2 separate regions of the Rattus norvegicus genome follow, and region 2 is linked to region 1. Evidence: chromatin contacts called from public Hi-C data. All regions are on one chromosome and are shown on one strand. Each heading gives the region's core, a stretch centred on a gene start, on an enhancer-like site or on the middle of the called end of the contact. The rest is flanking DNA. Distances are from core to core; before and after follow the strand shown.

Region 1 (4,934 bases), core at 1,500-3,999:
CTTGTCACGTGATTTCTTTCCTTATGGAAGTTGGCTTGTGGTGGTTGTGACCCAACATGTTTGGAGAACATGACTAGAAATCAACAGTTTAGGATGTAATGAAACAATTTGCCTTGTTTTGTTCTGTTTTGTTTTAAATCTCAGACTGACACACAAACCACATCCAAATGCAAACAGCTTGCAGCCTCACTGATAGGTCACCGCCAGCCTTAGAAACTCCCTGGAGCCAGATGGAAAGCAGTTCTGGTAGCTACTTTCCTCTGGGGCCCACAGCTCGCTCTGTGGCCTCTGATGCAAGTGAAGCCGACACAGCTTCCATGCAGAGGGTCTGAGACTCAGAACAAATGGGGTAGACTGGAGCAGAGGACACCAAAGGCAGGAGGTCAGAAAGGAGGTCAAACCAATAACGCAAGCCAAGAGGTAGTTCGTTCTTCCAAGCCAGGCTGAATTTATGGAGAGCAAACCACTGGGCTCCCAGTGTCCTCTTCTTCCAGACACAAACATAGGGCAGCATCTTATGACCTCCAGGCAAGTGCTTCCCGCTGTCTGGGAAGTCTGGTCATACTCAGGAGCACATGCCAAATGTGATAAATCGTACCTATGACTAAGGCTCAAGATCAAGTGCAAGGCAAGGGATTAAGTCATGTCCCTGCCACTCCCCCTCCCAGAGTCTACAACCTAGGTGAAGAAATGACTCACTGCTATTTAAACAAATCCTCTTCTCTTCTGAGCATTTTCTCCTGCTTTTCCCTCCCGTCCTGTGTCTGCTAGACTCCTACAAGTACTGCAAAGCCTATGTCAAACACTACCTCCACCAACCTCCGCCTTCCTGCAATGGCAGCGTTCCCACTGGGAGCCACCAGAATACATTGCTTGAATTTATCATTTAGCATTTTTCTTAAGAACCACTGTGTTTCCTTTCTAGTCTATTATAAACACACGGAGCATAGAGATGGTGCCTTTTGCTTCCCAATAGCCTGAGCATGTATCAACATTCTGCTTTGCTTGGAAGATATACCCAGTATATGTTATAGGATGGACTAAGAAACAGTATCTCCCTCTCTATCTGTCGGCTATTCCTTGTCACCTCTTCATCTCTTTTGTCACTAAACATTGAGCAGAGTCAGGGTATTACCCAGAGGCTCTCAACTCCCGTAAGTTATGTCTGCTGTATGGGATTCAAAAATACTTCAGTCTGGGTTGCAATTGAGAATCCTCCTCAGGATATAATGAACAAAAATGGATTCCACTAGGAATAATGCTTAGGGGTACACGTGGCCCACATTTTATAGCATGTGAGCAAATAACACTCCTCTATATGAGGGGGGAGTTTTTAATGTTTGTGAATCTTGTATTGTTAAGAACAGGTAACTTGGTTGAGAACAAAATTGATAACTCATATATAATGGTAGACAGGCCATAATGCTTAGTGTCAAAAGGACTTTGTTTTGAAGCCTGGTTTCATCACTTCATGACCATGCTATGTGATGGTTATTTATTTATTTATTTATTTATTTATTTATTTATCTATCTATCTATCTATCACTGGACTAGGTCTCAGGGTGCCTTTGGTCAAATGCTATCCCACTGGACTAGGTCTCAGGGTGCCTTTGGTCAAATGTTATCACAGGTATTTCAGTAAGAATAATTTGGATGCGATAAATTAAATGGGTGGACTCCAGAAAGCAGATCCCCTCCCTGTGATGATTGCTCTTGCAATCTTGTGACAGGATCTAGAATCTCCTAGAAGATCCACTTCTGATTATCTTTGAGCCATTAAGGAGGAGGAGTTCCGGTGGGCAACTGTGGCAGCTGGTCACACAGAGTGTGTAGTTAGGAAGCAGAAAGAGATGAGTGACAGACTGGCTTTGCCTTCTCCTGTGTAGTTTAGAACTCCAGCTCACAGAATGCTGTATCTCAGTTACTGTGGGCCTTCCTATGTGAATGACTCCACCTAAACTCCCCCAACAGACTACTTCTCTGTAGAATACTACAGCTCGACGAGCCTCTCCGAATTCTGGCTTCCTCTTTTATGTCATAAAACCAGTGCTACAGTGCCTGCCACTGTGACAACTAAGGATACTTGCCATGCAAATTCTTGTTATGGTTCTTGTCTCAACGTCTGTACTCCATGTGCCCACCCCTTCCTTCTCTCCTACTCCTCTGTCTTTCCCATAAAACACACTCATCTTCTAAGATTTATGCAGCCACATTCTCTGAGTCCAACATAGAAGGAACACGGTCCTGGCAGGCTTATAGACATCACCAATTCAATATTTGAAATTATGGCTGTATCAGGAAGTCCAAGGTGTCTGCCCATGGAGTCATCTGAACTGGACAAAAATCAAAACTACTTTATCACGATGCTTACCAAAGGCTATACGTCACACAAGGACTCTCTACTGCAGGCTTGACCAAAGAGATGACGACAATGGTGGGACACGAAGACCCTTCTGTTATTAGGCTGGGCTATGAGGGAATTTATTCTTAATTTTCTCACCCCCAAAATGTCCATCCACCTAGCTTAGAAGGAGGGATCTATCTACCAGCTGACCTGTGCGTCACAGCATCTTGTTTCCCATGAGTCCTAGCTCCTTCCGTGTTGCCTTGGTAGAACTTGAGCGAATTAGCACCCAGTTCCAAGCAGTTTCTGCTCTTTGTCTGTAACTAGAGACTCATATTAAGAAAAACAAATGAGCTTAGACTGGCACTGGGTATTTCCAGTAGCTGGAAATCCCCTTCACTGGAAACCCAGTGAAATAGTCTCAATAGAGCATTTTATAGGTCTAAGAGCAGAAGCTAAAACCAGCCCCCGAAGACAGAGCGGAGCTGAAAAAAGACCGGCTGAGTAGCTGCTTTTGTCTTGGGGTGTGTGTGGCGCTTTACGTTACCGACCATGAAGTGGGTTTTCTGCTCCAGAGTCTCAGTAAAAACGAGACACACATTGCCAAATCTCAAATCATTGCCCATGCGAGGAAGAGCAGCCGTGCCTCCTTGTCCAAAATCCCGATCCAAAAGGCTGACATCAGGGTTCTGAGGGAGACTGCCTGCCTGTGGCCGCATGGAAAGAGGCAAACTTTGTTTTGACTGGAGCCTGGGGATTCGGACTTTTAAACACAGAGCTGCTCTGAATATGGCTTTGACAGTTGTGAGCAAAAGCACATTTAACACGTAGTCAGGAAAGCGGCGGCTGTGTATTTGCTGCAGAGTTTGACCCCATCCTGCCTGATAGACAGACTTCATGTGTAATTACCCCCGGACATTTAATGCCACACAGCAAAATAAACTCCGGGCCTTCTTACTGGGGAGGTTTATGTGCTTTCAGCGGACTGGGTTAGGCCTGAGAGAGAATAGTTGTGGTGTACACGCCATCCCGACAGCCCGTTCCCTCTCCTTGACCTATCCTTTGTGGGAAGCCAGGAATGCTAGCTATTTCTTATAGTTCTGCTCAGGCCTTTATTTACACCCTTTTCTCTCCCCAGCTCTAGCTTGTCTCTTCCTATGACAGCCCAGGCTCTCTCTCCTGAGCTGTGGAGGAAGCGTTTTTTCCGATTGAGATGATACATCCAAGGCCTTTCATATAAAGCAGGATTTGATAATGAAATGATGCGGACTGGACCAGCAGCCATGCCTTGGCAAAGATAATGTGCACTTTCCATGTAGCAAGCTTCAGATCGATGAACTATCAAGATTTCTAAGCGGCAGAGAAAAGTAACATTTTTTCCCTAAAAGGAAAACAGGAGAACATCAATTGAATGTAGACAGGATGAATAAGAGGTAGAAGACTGACAGAGACCTTTTTAAAGATTCCGTCAGCCACTTTGAATGTTTGTTTTGTAAAGGGCAAAATTAAACCCTCAGAGCAGGTCTTTCATTTTTTGGTTTCTTTTCTAATTCTAGAATTTTCTCTAACCACACTGGGAAGGCAAGTGGGAATGTGACCTCTTACGTAACGATCACTACGCATTTATAGGGACATTTTCTTCAACAACTCTGTTTTGTCCCAAAATACACCCTTGAAACCATTTCCAGGCAGTGTAACCCCGGAGGCGGAACCTCCTGGACTCTTAATGTCTCAAGAATGCAATTGATTGTAAACCTACTACAGAGAAGACGCAGCCATGCCAAGCAGCTCCCCTCTTGTAGGTTGGTCATGTGATTTTTCTAGGCAAGCTCCTGTATGCCTGTCAGCCCAGCATGGTTTATAATAATGTCCTCTTGAGAAAGGTCTGTCTTGGATGATAAATCTCAGCATCAACGTTGTGTTTTATATTTTAAAAAGAGGAAAGCCAGGGATATGTTTGGTGGAGGAGTGGTATGGTGTGGGGGAAGAGGGTGCCTCTTTGGGCTCATGTCCTTCCCCCTGAGGGACCAGCCTCACGATGGTATAGTATCGAATAGAATTTATTTAAGGCATGGGGGAGGGGAGTTGAGGAGTACGGGAGTAAAAACAAAGAAAGGCAAAGGCACGCTGCGCACTAGCGCTCACACACGCAGAAAGAGAGAGAGAGAGGGAGAGAGGGAGAGAGGGAGAGAGGGAGAGAGAGGAGGAGAGAGAGAAGGAGGGAGGGAGGGAGAGAGGGACAGAAAGGGGGGGGAGGAAAGAGGCTGGCCATGAGCACATGGAGGGTAAGGGGCAAGGGCAAGAGGAGAAGAGAGCAAGAGAGTGAGGAGGGGGCAAGCAGCCCCTTTTATAGTGAGTCAGGCACAGCTGGCTGTTGCCAGGTAACCGTGGGGCATAGCCTAGACTAAACAATCCTACTTCTCACACAATTACAAAATTTCTAATGCCCATTTCAAACGCTGTGTGCAATTGGTCTTTGTCTAGCAGTGAGCCTGGCTCTCTTTAGGAGAATAAGTGACATGTGAACATAGCTAGGTGGCACATCTGTCTTAGGGACTAGGTATGGTGCCCTTCATCCCTTAAAGCCTGG
Region 2 (5,378 bases), core at 1,178-3,677, 100 kb after region 1:
AGGGACTCATCCACAGGTCCATGTGCTATAGATATTAGTCACAGACTTCCAAGATTCCCATTGATTTTTTTTTATTCAAGGCTAACCCTCTCTGAAATACAGAGTCTCAGAAGTCTCAGCCTTCAGAAAGAAAGCAAGGTTTTCCTTTCTGCTTAGCAGGAGAACCTTCTAAAGTTAACGCTAAACCCACGAAACCTAAATGCTGCCATGACTAAATCAGGAAATGAACTCATTTGGAAAGAAAATTCGCAAGTCGAGGGCTCTTTTTCCTCACTGAAGGTGTTCAGCACAAATAAAATAAAATGACACAGGGCCTCAGAGAAGCCGGGATGGATCAAGCCAGCACCACTGGACCTTTGAAGAAGTAGGTCACACACAGATTGTCTGCATAGGGCTCCAAGGCAAAGCCTTTTTAAAAACACATATAGTGAGAAACCACCTCTGGATGAAACAGGAACAGCACAGTAGAATGAAAATGGGGTTTTGGAACAAAAGTCTTAACTTCCAGCTACCTGCCACCCTATGTTTGCACAAACTGTAAAAGAAATTATTCACTTAGACACGTGAAAATGGACCGCTTTTAATGGCAGCTAGCAATAGAACAAGTGAAAAAAAATCACACAAGACATATGTGTGAGGAATGTATGCATGCAAAAGGAATTTTCACACAGCATTGTATATACATGCGTATTTGTACTTTTTCAAATGCCATATGTAATGAAAGCTGTGCATAAATATTTATAAAATACTTTTTATCTAACTAGGCCAGTAACATTTAATATTTTTCAATAAATCCGTATATAAAATGTATACATTAGTGCCAAATGGAACATATATTTTGAAATATGAGCCCCAAGTAAAACTCTGAGGAATCTGGAGTGGAACCCAGGTGTCTGCCAAAGGCAACTTGGGAGCAGGCGGTCAGTTGGAGAAAGGAAACAGGGCCGGGTCCCTTATCTTCACCTACTGTTTTGCTTGTCAAAATTCTGGTATCACTTCTGCGGTTTTGAATTTGACTTCCGACCTCATGGCTGTTTAACCTGCCAACTATTATTTTCTTTGAGGCTTTTAACACTCCACCCAAGTATTTTGCTTTCCCGAACAGTTGTGTCCGCTTCCTTTTTAAATTCACCTTAACATTGACCGTGGTTTAAAACCTGGGCTTAAAGTGCACCCTAGTCTAAGGTTTCAGAGCTATTGATTCGGGGCACCCTGGTGAAGACCTGAAGCCCAGAGCGCTCAGGGAAGCCAAGGTCTCCTGGAGGGGCTCAGCTTTGTCCCAGGGTTGGGGCCCGGCCCGGAGCGTGCGACTCCTCAGGGTTCCAACTCCTTTTCCAGGTCAATCAAGCCGGCGGGGACCTCAAGGCCGGAAAACGCCACCTTTTCCTGTCTCCAACCAGGCGGACTAAGGGAGAAGGAAGAGAGGGCGACCTGTTCAGACAATTAACATTAATTCTCTGGGTTCCTACAGAGGTCCAGGGACAGAGGGGCGGGTCGTCCTGAGGCCCTGGCCCGGTGACCGACAGGCGCAGGTGTCGCCGTGGGCGGAATTTTATGGTCCGGAGCGGCAGCAGCTGCGCCACTTGCGCCGCCCCTCAGAGCGTCCGGGAGAGCCGCCACCCCGCTTCCGCAGCTTTAGGTCAATCTCGGACAGACCTGGAGGGGGAGGAGACACCTCCCTCCAGACAGGAAAAACCTGCTGCGTCTGCGTTTCTTTGCGCCCCGCAGGCGCTCAGCCTCCAGCCCCGCGTCTCCCGCGCGTCTGATCCGCGCTCCGGGTTTTGGCGACAGCTTGCAAGGGAAGCAGGCTGCACGCTGACAGCACGCGACCCTCCTCTTCCCTCCCAAGAGCTTCGGCTGCCAGGGAGTCCCCAGGGAGCTGCGGTCGCGCTGCGGGCGACCGGGTCGGTGGCCCTTCTTCCCCGCAGGTCCCCTTCCTCCGCGGCGAAGCCCCGCACTGCTAGGTGGGTTAGGTAGGACAGGGAGAGGCGGGGACACGAGGGTGAGCACGAGGGTCCCGGGTGCGGGCGGAGTCCCATTGTTCTCCCGCACTTACGGACAGCAACGCTCTGGGGTCCCCTCTTTACAGAGAGCACCCCGCCACTTCTCTTTGTGCCTGAGGGAGCCCCAGCCGGGTTTGCCTCAGAGAGAAGCCACAACCGGGGAGAGGTGGGACTGGGAGGTGACAGTGGGTGCCCATTGTCCTCCAAGAGCCTGCAGCCTCGCCGCCACTCCTGCAGGTCTAAGGGTGGTGGGGAGGTGGGGGACAGGTACAGCGGAGGGAAGGTCCGGCTCCGCCCGCACCCTTCTCCCCGCCCTGCCCTGGCCTCACAGCCCCGCCCCGCGCCGGGCCCCGCCCCGCGCCCCGCCCTGGGCAGGTTGAGGCCGCGCGTCCGGCAGCCGCGCGCACAGCGTCGCAGGCGCTTCCAACTGCCGCTGGGAGCACAGCAGCGGGACGCTCGCTGGCAACCCAGTTTCGCAGCTCCTACCTCCGGGAGACGCTGCGCACAGTCCGGGAGCAGATTGGGCGGTGAACCGTCGCCGCCCCTCGGGTTCTGCGAGCACTAGCGAGGATTGTGTGCGCCCTCGGGAGGCGACCCGGGCCGACGCCCGGTCCCCGGGCAGAAGCAAGGAGCCTTGGAGACAGCTGGTGAGTATGAAACCCACAGTGCCTCTCCACCTGTAAGTCTGTCCGACCCTCAACCTAAGTCCCTTCCAGCTAGTGCAGATGGTGGCCTTGGAAGACTTACAAGGTGCGAAGATAATCTAGAGCACCGCCTTCTTGAGCTGATGTCCAGAGGATCAAAGGGGGACATCATGTTTGATGTCCCGGTGGGGGGATCAGGACTCGGAGCTCTGCCATCAGTGCCTACTTCTTTAGGGTGGGGCTGCAGGCAGCACGGCCCCCTCCTGGCCATTGACAGCCATTCTGGGCGCAAGTTGCGTTTTTCCATCAGAACCAACCGCACTTGGCTACCGCGCCCCTCTAGTTGTGTGTTTGTACCGCCGCGGCGCTTATGAGGGCACCGCGCAGCTTGGCAGTTTCCGCACTGACAGAGGCAGTGCATTTTAGCTGAGGCTCCAACCTGCAGATCTGGCAGTTGGGAAAAATTATTTTCTTTCTTGATTGCGGTTTCTGCACAACTGAAGCGTTTACAAGATCTTTACTCCCTCCTTCTCCTCTTCCTCCTGCTGCGGCTGCTCCTTCTCTTCTTCCTCCTCTCCTCCTCCTCACTAAGTATCTTGACACAGCCATGCGAGGATGAGGACGAATGGATCTGGCCAGTCAGTTTTTTTCTTTATGAATTATTATACGCCACCCCCCTCCCGCCTTTGGGAGGGAAGGCATGTGTTTCATCTTATAAATAGAAAGTAGCATATTTTTTTGGCAGGACCTGCTTTATACTGCACCGTCTAGGAGAGGTCAGTTTAAAAATAAATACGCACTTGAATGTTACATTACCGAGCCGGCTGTGGCTGGGACAAGCTGCGAGGACAGCAGCATCAAAGCTGGGCGCACATCTGTGTTGAAAGGAGTAAAAGCCCCAGAGTGCAGCCCCGGCTGACAGTCAAGTAATTACATTTTGTTTAAAAAAAAAAAAAGTGAGTGAATTAAAACGAGGGTGGGAAGGGGAATGTCAGGCGGGGACTGGAACATGAATCTTTACAGCCTTGGTGCATTTGCAGGGAGCGGGCTACTGATGTGTGCAGTGTGTAGGGGGCTCTGGGGAGGGAACTGATGGATGTGTTAGGGAGACAAAGATTCCTTCTGCTTCTTCCCCACCCTGGCAGCTTGTAGCCCTCACCATATCCTCAAGTTCTGGGAGGGGGTGGAGGAGGGGTTGCCGCCTTGAAAATATTAGGAGGGTAGCAGATGTCCCTGCTTTAATAGCAGACCCAGACTTGGGAACTTCCCGTTAACATCACAGGGAGAAATAAGCCTCACCAGGAAGGAGCCGGGATGCCCCAGGGGTATCCCTAAGTCCATTAAAAGACCCCTGTAATGTTCTGACTTATAAAAGATCTTTCAACTGAGCTAAGAAGTACAACTTCTGGACAGTTCTAGACGTTTCCACCATTGTGATTTGATGGACAGTTTAGATGTAAGCACAAACACCTTTTTCAGAACGAAGGACTCAGACATAAGGGGGCTGTGAAATGTCTAGCAATGTGGGACAAAGCATGAGCTCTATATTCGAGGACTGGTTGACAGTCCATCTGGAGGTGCCTAGGTTTTCCAGTAGGCCTCACCCATGGTGTAAGACCCGGATACCAGCCCCTGGCCTCACAGATGATGTGTAGAGAGCTTTGGAAACCTCCTGGGTCCATGGCAGTTTCTGTTTTCTAGCCATCTCATCTGCTAGAGATTTGCATTCTGAATTCCGTGATTGGAACACAGTGCTGAGGCTGACTGTGGCAGCCCCTGAAGATATGAAGTAAGATGAACTCCCTCCCACACCCCCTAATCCGAGCCCTGAAATTCGGCCTCATATCTTTTTTTTTTTTTTTTTTTTGGTTCTTTTTTTTTTTTTTTCCGGAGCTGGGGACCGAACCCAGGGCCTTGCGTTTCCTAGGTAAGCGCTCTACCACTGGGCTAACTCCCCAGCCCCTCGGCCTCATATCTTAAGGGGACTAGAGGCAGCTAGAGTAAAGTACTTACTGTACATTTTTTTCCTTTTTATTGTGAATTTAAATGCGGTCCAAGATGCACAGAAAGCTGTAACTGTGATTGCAGAAGGGCTCCCTGGAGCCGGTTGGCGCTGCCTGCTCTCCACTTTCCCTTTAATGTGGCGTTTTGTTTTATGTCTGACATGTTCACAAAAGCTGCCCTTTTCCACTTATAAATTTCCTGCTATTCAACAGCACTGGGGATAAAGTCTCTTTATCCTATATCACCCTAAGGTTTTTAACCAAGCCATAAAATTTTCACAAGGTCTTTGGCTATTAGACATAGCATTTATCTAATGGGTGGCAATACAATTCCCGACCTAAAGAGCCTTTAGAAAAACTATACCAATCATCCTCATCATCCTCCTCCTCATCATCATCACCTCCACCACCACCACCACCACCACCACCACCACCATCATCATCATCATCATTTTTGTTGTTTCAGTCTGATTTCATAGAGGTTCGGCTTAGTTTCTTTCTAACTAGAATCCCATTGACCTATTTTTCTTTTCATTGAGTAAGAACCTAAAAATTGTATTTTTAAATATACTATGTTTCTCAGAGAACAAGTTAAGCCATTTGAGATTAACAGATTCAACCACCACCCCTCCAGAAAAATATCTAAGAGACTTCTAATGGACCATGTTGTTAGGACATCAAAAGTAATTCTAGCACAAAGTCTGTCCTCAGTACTAAGCCAAGTACTT

Evidence for each region. A called contact is a pair of places that touch in the nucleus more often than the background predicts.
Region 2: a Hi-C map of the A7r5 cell line shows a contact between it and region 1, with 3 times the contacts expected there. The contact joins the promoter of Cdc42ep3 here to the enhancer-like site in region 1. A contact is called at or near these places in 2 of 12 Hi-C or Micro-C datasets (the A7r5 cell line and the Rat2 cell line).

The regions. Positions count from the first base shown.
Region 1 is chr6:21,360,347-21,365,280 of GRCr8, forward strand. No RefSeq gene overlaps it. Among named protein-coding and RNA genes, the nearest start is that of Cdc42ep3, 100 kb to the right of the region's middle. Within about 2 kb of position 2,750, at least 13 of the 93 cell types and tissues checked have an H3K27ac peak or open chromatin away from gene starts, as enhancers often do. A contact at or near this core is called in the A7r5 cell line, where this site is marked.
Region 2 is chr6:21,460,654-21,466,031 of GRCr8, forward strand. Cdc42ep3 (CDC42 effector protein 3) reads left to right here and starts at 2,428. Exons shown (of 2, transcript NM_001048044.1): 1 at 2,428-2,650. LOC134479326 (a long non-coding RNA gene) reads right to left here and starts at 2,198. Exons shown (of 2, transcript XR_010052493.1): 1 at 2,057-2,198; 2 at 561-1,405.